Linked DNA regions of Mus musculus: all the other regions are linked to region 3. Evidence: chromatin contacts called from public Hi-C and promoter capture Hi-C data. All regions are on one chromosome and are shown on one strand. Each heading gives the region's core, a stretch centred on a gene start, on an enhancer-like site or on the middle of the called end of the contact. The rest is flanking DNA. Distances are from core to core; before and after follow the strand shown. Region 1 has its middle 73 kb from the start of Fbln2. Region 2 overlaps Fbln2 (fibulin 2). Region 3 holds the start of Iqsec1 (IQ motif and Sec7 domain 1).

Region 1 (3,577 bases), core at 120-2,619, 480 kb after region 3:
CTTGCGCACACAGCTCAGTGGAAAGGCAGGTCTTTTTCAGATAGTCGACAGTTGTGTTTGTCAAAATGTTCAGTCTATGGGCAGAGCAAAAATGCAGCAGTGGGTTGGGTGACCATGAGAGGGGTGAATGAGAAAGGTGTGCATAGGGTAGTCCAAGCTGGAACAGGAGGGAGGAGAGATAGCCCCTTGGCAACTCCATTGCTTTGGGCTAGAAATATGACTCCTCTTTCACACTCCCATATTCTATCTATTGGACCCCAGAACATTCTAGATCTCCCCCCCTCTGTTCCCCAACATTCACACCCCTGGTGAGTTCTGCAGAATGAACTCTGAGGACATTCCCGAACTTGACCCCATCCCTCCGTAAGCTTCTCTATTTCAGACCATCCTCGTGTGCAGACCTAGCTGCTCCGGCCTGATCCCTGCCCCATGTCTCTCTTGCTGCTAGCCTCCAATGCCCCAGCGTGCCTCTGCAGGAGACTTGCTTCTGTGGATACAGCCCTTTTCTGCAGTGCCTGACTGCTTGGGCTAACCTACCCCTGCCCACCTAGGGTTCCCTGGAGCCGCCACATCTCCCAGATGCTCGGTAGGCTAAAGTTGCTGCCTGGCCTGGGACCACTCCCTTTGCCCCAGACATTGCTTCCTGATGTTCAGAAGGCCTCTTTCCTTTCCTCTTTTCCAGAAGGCCCCACTACCCCATGTGTTTTCTCAGGCATGCCCTTGCTGGCCACCAGGTCTTCCATGATGACCCTCCTCACCACCGTGCTCTTCCTCTCCCTAGAGAAGTGTAGCTTCCTCAGAGCTTGGTCACTTACAGATAGTGTTCCTGTCCTCAGTGTGAAATAGCGGGGGCTTCAGGAAACAGGTGCTCTAGGAAACATGATGGACTTTCAGTGGGAAACCTGGGTGTCTTGGATAGTAGGGGAACTTGCAACATGTCCCTATCCTTTCCCCAAACTCAGTCTCCCTACCTGTGTTCTAAGGCTCAGCTCCCCTTCTCACAGCTAGTAGCATCGTGTTGGGGGAACCAAGCCTTTCCTTTATCCTTGAAGAGGGTTACCATGGAAACAGTCTTGGCTCGGGCTTAGGGAGCATCCAGTCCTTTGTTAGACTTGGGCCTGCCTTCGGCTTCCCCCTCCCCCGGCTTCCCCATCCCCCGTAGCCTGAGATCTAGCTGTGAAGAGACCAGTGACTAAGGCGGGGCCGCACAGGGAGGGGGGCATTATTTTGGCTGTACACCCCTCCCCTTCCCTCCCCAAATTGATGTTTGCGTCACCAGTTTGAAAAGCTCTCGAGGACAGGGCAGTGTAGCCGGAAGATCAAGTCCCTGGGCACTTGACCCAGAGGCATATTCCCAACCCACGTGGCTTTAGGGACCAGCTCTCCGCCCTTTTCCGTGCCCCGGGCCCTGGCATTTCCCGCTCTCCGTTCTGCAGTGATAAGCAGGGTGGGCGCCGTTGCCTGCTCGCGCCCACCGGGGCAGGATGTGGGCCTGGCGGGTGCGCAGCGTAGTCAGCGTGGCCACAGGTGGACACTCCCGGGTCCCTCTTCAGGGCCCACATATCCAGAGCGGGACAGCTGCTCACGGGGAGGCCGCGGTGAAGTCGGGCCGTTGACTCCGGGCTCTGACTTTCAGCCTGGCTTGGAGCCATGGGGCAGGCATGCCGGGACTCTCAGGAAGAGCCCGGACTCCAGCGGCAGGTGGCGAAGCTCAGCTGCTGAGTGCCAGTCCCTAGCGTGGCCAGCCGCCTTTGGCCAGTGCAGCTAGGGCGTGCGCCAAAGCCACCGCCGCTGAGGATGTTGGACGCCACCAGGAGGCGCTGCGAGCGTCGCGGATCGTCAGTGCGTGTGTCCGAGCGGTGGCTCTGGCAGAAAGCTATCCAGGCGCAGGGGCGCTAGGCGCTGGTCCGCGGAAAGCCGAGGCGCAGGTCCTAGAACTTTCTACCCGGAGATCACACACTCTGAGCCCTGCTGATTGCAGGTCTCTGCTCCAGATCGCAGGGCTGGTGCGCTAAGGGTTTCAGTAGAGAGCAGGGCTTAGACACTGCAGCCCACGGCCCTGTCCTGTCCCGCAGAATTCAGATCTCCGTTCTGCCTTTTCCCATCTGTGAGACATAGGCAAGTTCCTAGACTTCTTGGTGTCTGATTTTCCTGCCTTGTGAGATGAGATTGCTGCGAGTAGCGGGTTCACCGGGTTGCGACAGGAAACCTGGATCACTCCCAGATGTACACATGTTCCTGCCCATCACAGCACGGTTGACTAGTAGGTTGGGCGATGCGGGGCCTCAGCAGTGGAGACACAGAGAAGCAAGTCGCTGAGCACTGTGTCCTGGCAGGTGCTCGTGAGGACCAGACGGCATTTAGACTAAACTTTTCTCCTCCTGGCGAGACAAGAACAATGAGAGGCTCCCCCAGGTTGATTTGGGAGGCAAATTCAGTGCCAGACCACCCTCTTCCTCCCAGCAGAGACCGTCGCCCTTGGTCGTTGTGCTCTCGGTTGTCCTCCCGCGTCATACAGTCTACGCCCCTCGGAGGCTGCCCACTGGTGTGCAGACTGTAGTGGACAGCATCCCGCAGCGGGCGAATGCTTATAGTGCGGGGCTTGTTGCCTGACACATTAGAGGGCCTGCAGCCGAATCAGCTCAAGTTCGCTGACTAGAGGCATGTAGGGTGATGAAGAGGGCCCATTCCAAGCCTCTACCGCGAAGTACCTAGGCCAGGTTCACTTCTGCACAGGGACAATCAATACATCCACATCATGGCTAATGGGTAGGGCTGGGGGACGCTGTTGGAAAGAGATAAAGTCAGGGAAGACTGTCCTAGACAGATCTGCTAGGACAAAGAGTAGGAAGTGGCTTGCCTACAGGGAGTCAGTGGAAACTGAGAAGGACTCCAGGGCGGGGCTGTGCTCTCTCTCTTTACCCATACACTCTTGCCTTCTGACCACGTCTGTTCTGTTCGCGCAAATTTTTAGAGGCTCGAAGCCCCGTCAACCTTTCTGACCACACGAGGGCAGCAGAACGCAGCTGTGAGGAGGGACAGGTGGCACGCCCAGTAGGGGGCTCTTCCAGAAGGCAGGCTGAACTCCTCAGGGCTCCCTTCCAGTTCCTCTGTGCTCACGCTTGGGTCTGTACTCCCCCAAACCCGAGGTACAGCTCTCCGAACCTCGGTGCCTCCTCTTGGGAAATGGGAGCAATCAGATTTTCATCTTCGGGAACGGATTACTGAGTGCTTTAGTAGATTTGCTGTAAGGCTGTGGAAAACTCACCCACCCTGAGTCTGCTTCCCCGAGTGAAAAGGAGGAATGAGAATGGACCCATAATGTGGGATTTGGGGGCAAGATAAATGACTCAATGAGCAATGCCTTCCAGGTACCCAGTACGCTAAATTGTAGTTCTTGACAATTACAATTTGTGACTTGGGGCTGAGAGTGGAAAGAGACCCCCGTGTTCAGGTGTTCACGCCAAAAGCTTTCCAGGAGGAATGATTTATTCATTAGGGAAGAGGTGGTCAAGATCCTTTGGGACTGTCCATTTGACAGAAGGGACACTGGGGACCAGAGAGGCTGGCAGAGCCA
Region 2 (3,710 bases), core at 291-2,790, 450 kb after region 3:
GACATTGGTGGCGGTGAGCTTCCTCTGCCAGTCACAGTGAAGAACATCACTCTTCATGTCATTGTGACTGGCAGAGGAAGCTCACCGCCACCAATGTCATGTAGATAGGACCTCTCAGTACACAGTATACAACGGGAACAGTGGTTCTGACGCCTATTGGTTGGCTTCCTCAGTGAGTTTTGTTTGAACTAGTTTGAGGGTCCTAGGATCTTACCCCTCCTGTCTTAGCAGAAGCAGGATAGAGAGCCAAGTCTAGGATATGTATGGGCTCAGGCTCAGAAGGCATGGTCTGAATATCTGCATAGAATGATCAGGCTTGTCCAAAAGGATGCCCACGTTCTTCTCTGAAGCTCACATCCCACATACTCTAGAGGCTCTGTATGTAACTGACACCCTCCAGTGAGTCCAGAGAAGGTGCTAAAGCACAGAGCCTGGTGACAACTGATTGGCCTTTCTCTCTGATGATGGAGACAACAGACCCAGGGGATAATGTGTTCTTTGAGCTCTGATTCTCCCCAGGGCTCTCAGCTCTGACCCCTCTCAGGGACCTGCTGCCCGAGGCCCAGTCTACTGCCTCTGCCAGACACTGGCGCACTGCAGCAGGAAGAGTGGAGGGGAACAGGGCAGAGGCTGCAAAGACACACCTGTGAGGGCATGTACAGCTCCCACACAGGAGGAGGCCTGTCTCCTTTTGTTCTCAGGAATAATCACAGGGATTCTCTGCTGGGACAGCCTGAGGATTTTAAAAATATCTCCAGATTTGAGTTTCTGGAGAAACTTCATAAAGCTTCTTTTCATGGAGGCCCTTCTGTATAGCCTTAGCCTGGCAGCCTCTGGAGCCCTCCTCCCCATCCCCTTCTGTGAATGATACTGGCCTGGAACCCCAGAGCCCTTGAAATTTCAGACCCTACTGTTGTTATCTCTTTGGTTGCTGTAGACTTGGGCATTATTACCAAGCATGGGTTGGGGAAAGTTTGCTGCCTGGGGTTTACTCTGGGCTGGCTGCTTATCCTCTCTGAGTCTCTCTCCATCTGCCCTTACTGGGCAGTAGGGGCAGCTCTAACATCTTTGAGTTTTACAAACTCAACTTGGGTCTAAGGTTCAGCTGCCCCCTGACAGGCGCACACAGGTTCTTTATCTCTCTCTCCCCGGATGCCCCTGGCAGACACGCCTCTCTAACAGCCTTCTGTTTTTCCTTCCGTGGCTGTCATTAGACCAAGACGAGTGTTTGATGGGCACTCACGATTGTAGCTGGAAACAGTTCTGTGTGAACACCCTGGGATCCTTCTACTGTGTCAACCACACAGTGCTGTGTGCAGAGGGCTATATCCTCAACGCACATAGGAAGTGTGTGGGTAAGCTAGAGCCCCTGCCTGCCGCCGCCCACGTCACGGCTGTCTGCTCTGCTCCACGCCAACCCACCACATAGTGCCACATGCTAAAGGGCCTACTACCCTTTGCATGTGAGCTCCCACACAGCAGCCTGCCGAGCTCTGTGTCATACCCTCGTGTCCTGGTGTCTTGTCCCGCTTGTTCTCCATGGCTGTGTTCCCAGATATGCCCGTGACTCAGAAAGCTAATGGGATGTCTCAGGGATGGGCCAGAGACAGGAAGGCCAGATGTGGACAGCAGGGCCATGTAGCAGTGTGGAAGCAGGGAGGCCTGGGTGGGAGGCAGGACCCCAGTGGCTCTGGCTCTTGTCTTTTCTCAGTTATTGGAAGCTACTGACAGCGACGAGGATTCGGGTGCATGTGCCGTGTGCACATAGTCTGGGTCACACATCCTGTTACCTCGGCCACTTAGCTTGCTTGTAGATTTATCTGGGATCTCCCGAGAGGCAAGTAGATTGTCCTGGTCCAGCTGGCCCAGTTCAACATCCATTTGCTGTGTGACCCTGAACAAATGTTACTTTCCCCTCTGAGCCTTCCTTCAATGGACAAGGAAGATGTGAGCCCTGTGTAAACCTGCACGTGGCTGGGCCTCTTGTCTATCTATGCCTGAATAGGCCGGGGCTGGGATTCTGGAGTTCTGTGGACAAGGAAGGACTCCATACTGTCTTGTGTCTGAGTTACCTGGTATTCTCACTGAGGAAAAAATGTAAGCCCTGGCTTCCTGCATCTCAGAGATAACACTGAGTAGAGGAGAAGTCAGGCAGACTGGCTGATGCAATGATGGGGAAACAGGCAAAGGGAGACTTCACTCTTGCCAACTGGCACCCAGAGGAAAGAGGAATAGCTCCACCTATTCCCAAGGATGGGTGGGAATTGGCGATGGGAAAAGCCACAAAACAGGACAGTTTTGAAGACAGTTGGGACAGAGGTGTGGAGGTGGGACCAGGGCACACAGTGCTCAGGGCTTGCGGCCAGAGTCCTGTCTGTCTTGCCTGTGCTTGGGGACCATGTCCAGCCTGGACATGTCCTCTTCCTCCCCTGCACCGCTGGGCAGCAGTGCTGGCTGACATGTTTGCCTCGCTGCACCCACGGTACAACATGGCCCTCCTGATGTGCTTGCCAGTGATGGCAGTTCCTCCTGGGTGGACTGGGTTTGTGTGTGTGTGTGTGTGCGCTGGGAGGCATGTGGGTCCCCTCTCAGGATGTCCCCCCATTTGCCACTCCCTGGCTTGGCAGCTATGACCTCTGCTGCAGGGTTCTTAGCGGCTGAAAGATGAGCCCACGGATGAGAAAGCCAAGATACATTCCATTCAGCAAGATTTATGAACCAGCTCTGCATTGCTTCCCTCTTTATTCTGCACAAGCTATCAGTCACTCTCCTCCCACTTCAAGCCAACATCACTTGGGGGCTCGGGGGTTCTGCAGTTGCTCTGCTCAGGTGCAGGAACTCAGATAGGGGAGGAGCAGGACCATGCTGGGATGAGTGTGGCTTCACTGAAGTCCATAACCTCTCTGAGCCCTAGTTTCCCCACTCCACAAAAGAGGCATCTGCATCTGAAGGTCACCATGGAGACCGGGTGCATTAGTCCCCAGGAGGAATGCTAGCAGGGTTCCCTGAGCTAGAAGCTGAGGCCTAGAAGCTGGGGACAGCTTGGTGTGGCCTCTGCCAGGGCCCCCTATATGCTTTACTCTTAAGAAAGTTCCACAGCTATGCTGGCTGGACTGCAGAGAGTAGGAATGGCAAAGCCCTGCTCTGAGGACTTTGCAACGGGAAGCAGGCAGCGAGAAAAGCCTGTAGCTCGGAGCAAGCGCCCTAGATTCCATATTTGCTGGCTGCGTAATTCAGTCCAGTGGCATCCCTTTGGGGTGAAAGATCTCCTCATCTGTGAAATGGCCACCTCTGTATTACAAGACAGTGAGTCTGGTCAGTTCTTGTAGCTTCCTGACCCCTGGGGATCTTTTGTGAGTAGTGACTCTTGTCATACAATACTCTGAGGCCTCTTAGCTGTGGGAAACTCCTAGGGTCCTAGGTGCCCATCTCCCTGTGCCTATTCAGCTGTACATCAGATGTCTTTGTGGTGCCTGATTGTACCTCTATGGCAAACTTGACTCAAAACTGTCCCTTCCCTATCGCCATTTCTGTCTATACCATCTCTGCCTGGAAGGGTCTCTTCCCCACCCCTACTTTCCTACCTGGTCCCCTAATCATACTCATAGATTCAACTCAAATGTTACTACCCCTGAGAAGCAGCTGGCATTACAGGACCAGGGAAGACAGCCCTCTGATCTGAGCCCCAGGGACCCCTCTTTATCTGTGTC
Region 3 (3,265 bases), core at 108-2,607:
GGAGGCAAGGCCTAAGGAGGGCTCAGAGGGCCCTTGATGGGGCTTGGGGGCCTCTTGGAGTTCAAAGCCAGTCTGAAGAGAGTTTGAATTTCCCAGATGACCTCCTAAAAACTGTTGCAAGCCTCCTCTCCTAGTCCTGGTGGCTGATCCCAATTCAAGAACGTCATGCCTTGCTTTTAAACCTTGAAAGGTCCAAGATTACCAAACTGTCTCTATCAGCTTCCAAGCACTGAGCAGGTAGTACTAGGGCAGACTGAGACCAGACCCAAGTCTCATTCAGTCCCCAGGGCCTAGAGTGCCCACATAGGGCAAAGGTTTCTCTTCCCAGAACAGCACCAGCAGAGCCCCCAGAGAGCCTAGAAGGAAGCTGGCATTTGAATCCCACTGCCCCCTGGGAAGCCTGGCTTCACTAAGCACAGCTTTGCTTCCATAAATACCCAGTCCCGTGATGTCACCACCCTAAGCCCGACTTTCACCACCTCCGCTGCTGGCATCAGGCCCAGCAGACGGGTGCTCAGTACCGGCACATTACACCTGTGCTTGACAGCTGGACACTGCTGCCACCTTCACCTGTCTATGGAGAAGGCCATCTCCTGCCACTATCTCAGCCTGCTGCTGGCCTTCCACCTGGCTTGGGTGCAAGCCATGGGCTTGCTGAGTATCAAAGCTTTCCCTAAATAGGTCTGTCAAGGGCACTGACAAAAGCCTAGACCACGGCCATGAGTCTGGGACCCTCATTTGTGGATGTGGATTAGGAGGAGGGTGCCTGCTTCAGTAGGGGACTTTCACAGCTCAAGGAAGACTTGCTGACTAAGATTCTTTTCCCCCTCATCATCAACAACACTGCCTTTGCCGCAGGGGTACAAACATTGGACGAAAGCTTGCTCCCCCTGGACGCCACCTGCAGAGCAGCCACCCCACCTCCACCAAGCCCCTCACTTCAACATGAGTAGTGGTCCTTTCTGCCTCAGGCTTTAGGATAAACTTGTCTTGCATACTCACAAATAGCGTCTTCGGCAAGCCATCCTGCCCAAGTCTGATTTCCTTCTCTCTCCTGCCTGGGCTGAGGAGGCTCAAGGTGGTTCAGAGGAGGAACAGGATGCTCAAGCGAGGTGGAAAGGAAGAAAATGAAAGCCAAGGGCAGTCACTTTCCCAGGACTGGCAGGTTCATCTAGATATGCTGGATGTAATGTGGCAGGGGGCTCCAAACAGGTCCTCCTACGCAGGGTTTACACTGTGCCCAGAAGCCTGGGAAGACGTCGAGTCACCATGGTCGCCAGGTTGGGCGGGGGCGTCTGCCTCGCTGCTACCTGGGACTTCCTTGGGAATTTTCCCTCCCGCACATCCGGGGTGGCAGTGCGCTGGGATGAGGAGGGGAGGGCTGGAGGAGGGGGGTGTCTGTGCCGGTTTGCTCTCGCAGCATCCGGAGGAGGGACAGGAGTGCAGGAGCGCCCCCTCCTTCCAGGAGCAACGTAGTGCGGCCTCGCTGGACCAATCGCCAAAGTGCTCGTTGCCATGGCAACTGCAGCATCAAACAGGGCCGCCCTGTGGGTGCGGCTGCAAAACCAAGAGCCCTGGCGCTGAGACCAATGAGGTGGCTCCTTCTGGCCCTCACTGGAAACCTGGAAATCTGTTGCTAAAATGCACTCGCAGCCCGAAGAATGTAATGATGGCATTGCTTTCCAGGGCAGCTTTCCCGTCCCTGGCATGGAAACATAGGAGCCACTAAACTAAGAACTCAGGAGATCTTGTGTCCTGGAGTTAGGGGCCATGAGACTTCAGCAAGCAGAGTGTCTCCTGGGAATTTCAGATGTGATACTGTAAAATGGGATCATGACAGTTGTGTAACTGGTTCAGGAGGGCTGACCACATACAGTAACTGACATAGCTTGTTATGCACACATCAAATCCTGAGGAGGCACGAGGGTGGGGGGGTGGGGTAGGTGGAGGGGGTCCTCATTCATTTAGGACTAACAGACACAGGGTGGCCCAGCCAGCACTTTGGCCTGAGTCTTCACTTGCAAAGCTGCCTCCAGGGAAGGTAGTGAGAGTGTGAACCCTCTGGATGAGGGTGGCAGTTGCCAGGCTATTTTCTTTGTTCCATTCTTTTAGCTTCTCAGACCCACTGAAGTTGGGGGAAGAGGGAGGCTTCACTCTTGAGTTCTGTTCTTTTATTACAGAGAAAATGGATCTCAGAGGCAATGAAAAACTTATGGAAGGTTACACAGCAAAGAGGGACAGAGGCCAGATGAGGAGGAACTCATTCATCTGGCGAAGTGTCCTTGTATGCAGCGTAGAAACTGCTGAAGCAGCTGGGTAGCCAAAATACAGGGGGCTCTAGGAATGGCCAGTCTTTCCATGAGAGCCCCCCTCCCCAGAAGAATGCTGTCATAGGAATAATTCAGATTTATGTAGGCTTAGCACATGGTAAACTGGTCCACTCTCTCTCCTTGATTGAGTTGCTCTGTATTTTATCAAGATCAGGATACCACCACAGCATCAGAAGAGGTCCTTCCAGAAATGTGTGTCATTAACCACAGCTGCTCATAAAGGCACCCTGGGGGGGTGTGGGTACTAACACCCCCACCTGTGTGCTTGTGCTTTCAAACTTCTTAAAGAGGAGCTGCTTTTCCCACTCTCATATCACAGACGAGTAAACTGAAGCTGTGATTGAGAACTGTCCACCCTGTGTGCACTCTGCTCTAAAGGCCCCATCCTGGGCTGCTTCTTGTCCTCCTTTTGGACCCATGACATCCATTGTATGCCTGTCTCTTTTCTGGCTGCTCTTCCAGAGAGGCACACACATCTTGATCCTGCTGTATTTTAAAGAAGAGTGAGTGATAAAGACCTCCACACTCAAAAACAGCTGCCAAAGCTTTCAGGCTTTGACAAAGCATTGAGTGCAGCACACAGTTGTTCTCACACCTGATGTTCTTTGCCTGGCACCAGTCAGATAAAGGAAACTCCATAATGTTGACATTCCAGCTGGTCTCTTAACTTGAGACCCCAGAAGTTCCTGAGTTTCAGGAAGCAACAGAAAGTACAGGAGCATGCTATCACCAAGTGAGAGTCAGACTGCTTGGTTCAACTTTGAAGATGTGAACACACAAGGTTTCAGAGTCACAGAAATGGTGTGGCAGACTGCACCTGTCCACTTCAACTGTGACCAGATGCCTGAGGTGTGAGTGAGTGGTAGTCAGCCTTGCATGACTGCCTGCCCCTGGGTAGAATTGTAAGACAGGACCACCCAACAATCTACATGTTC

What was found. Promoter capture Hi-C pulls out the DNA fragments that hold promoters and counts their contacts. Hi-C and Micro-C count contacts between places; a contact is called where the count stands out from the background.
Region 1: a contact with region 3 is called in a Hi-C map of cortical neurons, with 6 times the contacts expected there. The contact joins the enhancer-like site here to the promoter of Iqsec1 in region 3. A contact is called at or near these places in 9 of 39 promoter capture datasets (the 3T3-L1 cell line, cranial neural crest, frontonasal cranial neural crest and 5 more), 4 of 15 datasets of contacts at CTCF or cohesin (the NIH/3T3 cell line, embryonic stem cells, large pre-B cells and 1 more), 107 of 484 Hi-C or Micro-C datasets (3T3-L1-derived adipocytes, the AML12 cell line, B cells and 63 more), 14 of 115 datasets of contacts at active chromatin or transcription factors (astrocytes, bone marrow-derived dendritic cells, cardiomyocytes and 10 more) and 1 of 9 other capture datasets (embryonic stem cells).
Region 2: a promoter capture Hi-C map of hippocampal neurons shows a contact between it and region 3, with 4 times the contacts expected there. The contact joins the enhancer-like site here to the promoter of Iqsec1 in region 3. A contact is called at or near these places in 9 of 39 promoter capture datasets (cranial neural crest, embryonic stem cells, frontonasal cranial neural crest and 5 more), 26 of 484 Hi-C or Micro-C datasets (the AML12 cell line, adipose-derived mesenchymal stem cells, brain and 19 more) and 6 of 115 datasets of contacts at active chromatin or transcription factors (astrocytes, embryonic basal ganglia, embryonic hindbrain and 3 more).

Annotation. Positions count from the first base shown.
Region 1 is chr6:91,283,797-91,287,373 of GRCm38.p6, forward strand. No RefSeq gene overlaps it. Among named protein-coding and RNA genes, the nearest start is that of Fbln2, 73 kb to the left of the region's middle. Within about 2 kb of position 1,370, at least 64 of the 459 cell types and tissues checked have an H3K27ac peak or open chromatin away from gene starts, as enhancers often do. A contact at or near this core is called in the N1E-115 cell line, brain, cerebellar granule neurons and 16 more, where this site is marked.
Region 2 is chr6:91,258,416-91,262,125 of GRCm38.p6, forward strand. Fbln2 (fibulin 2) reads left to right here. Exons shown (of 18, transcript NM_007992.2): 9 at 1,215-1,355. Among named protein-coding and RNA genes, the nearest start is that of Fbln2, 48 kb to the left of the region's middle. Within about 2 kb of position 1,541, at least 103 of the 459 cell types and tissues checked have an H3K27ac peak or open chromatin away from gene starts, as enhancers often do. A contact at or near this core is called in adipose-derived mesenchymal stem cells, cerebral cortex, embryonic fibroblasts and 1 more, where this site is marked.
Region 3 is chr6:90,808,766-90,812,030 of GRCm38.p6, forward strand. Iqsec1 (IQ motif and Sec7 domain 1) reads right to left here and starts at 1,358. Exons shown (of 14, transcript NM_001134384.1): 1 at 1,003-1,358. The coding sequence starts at 1,025.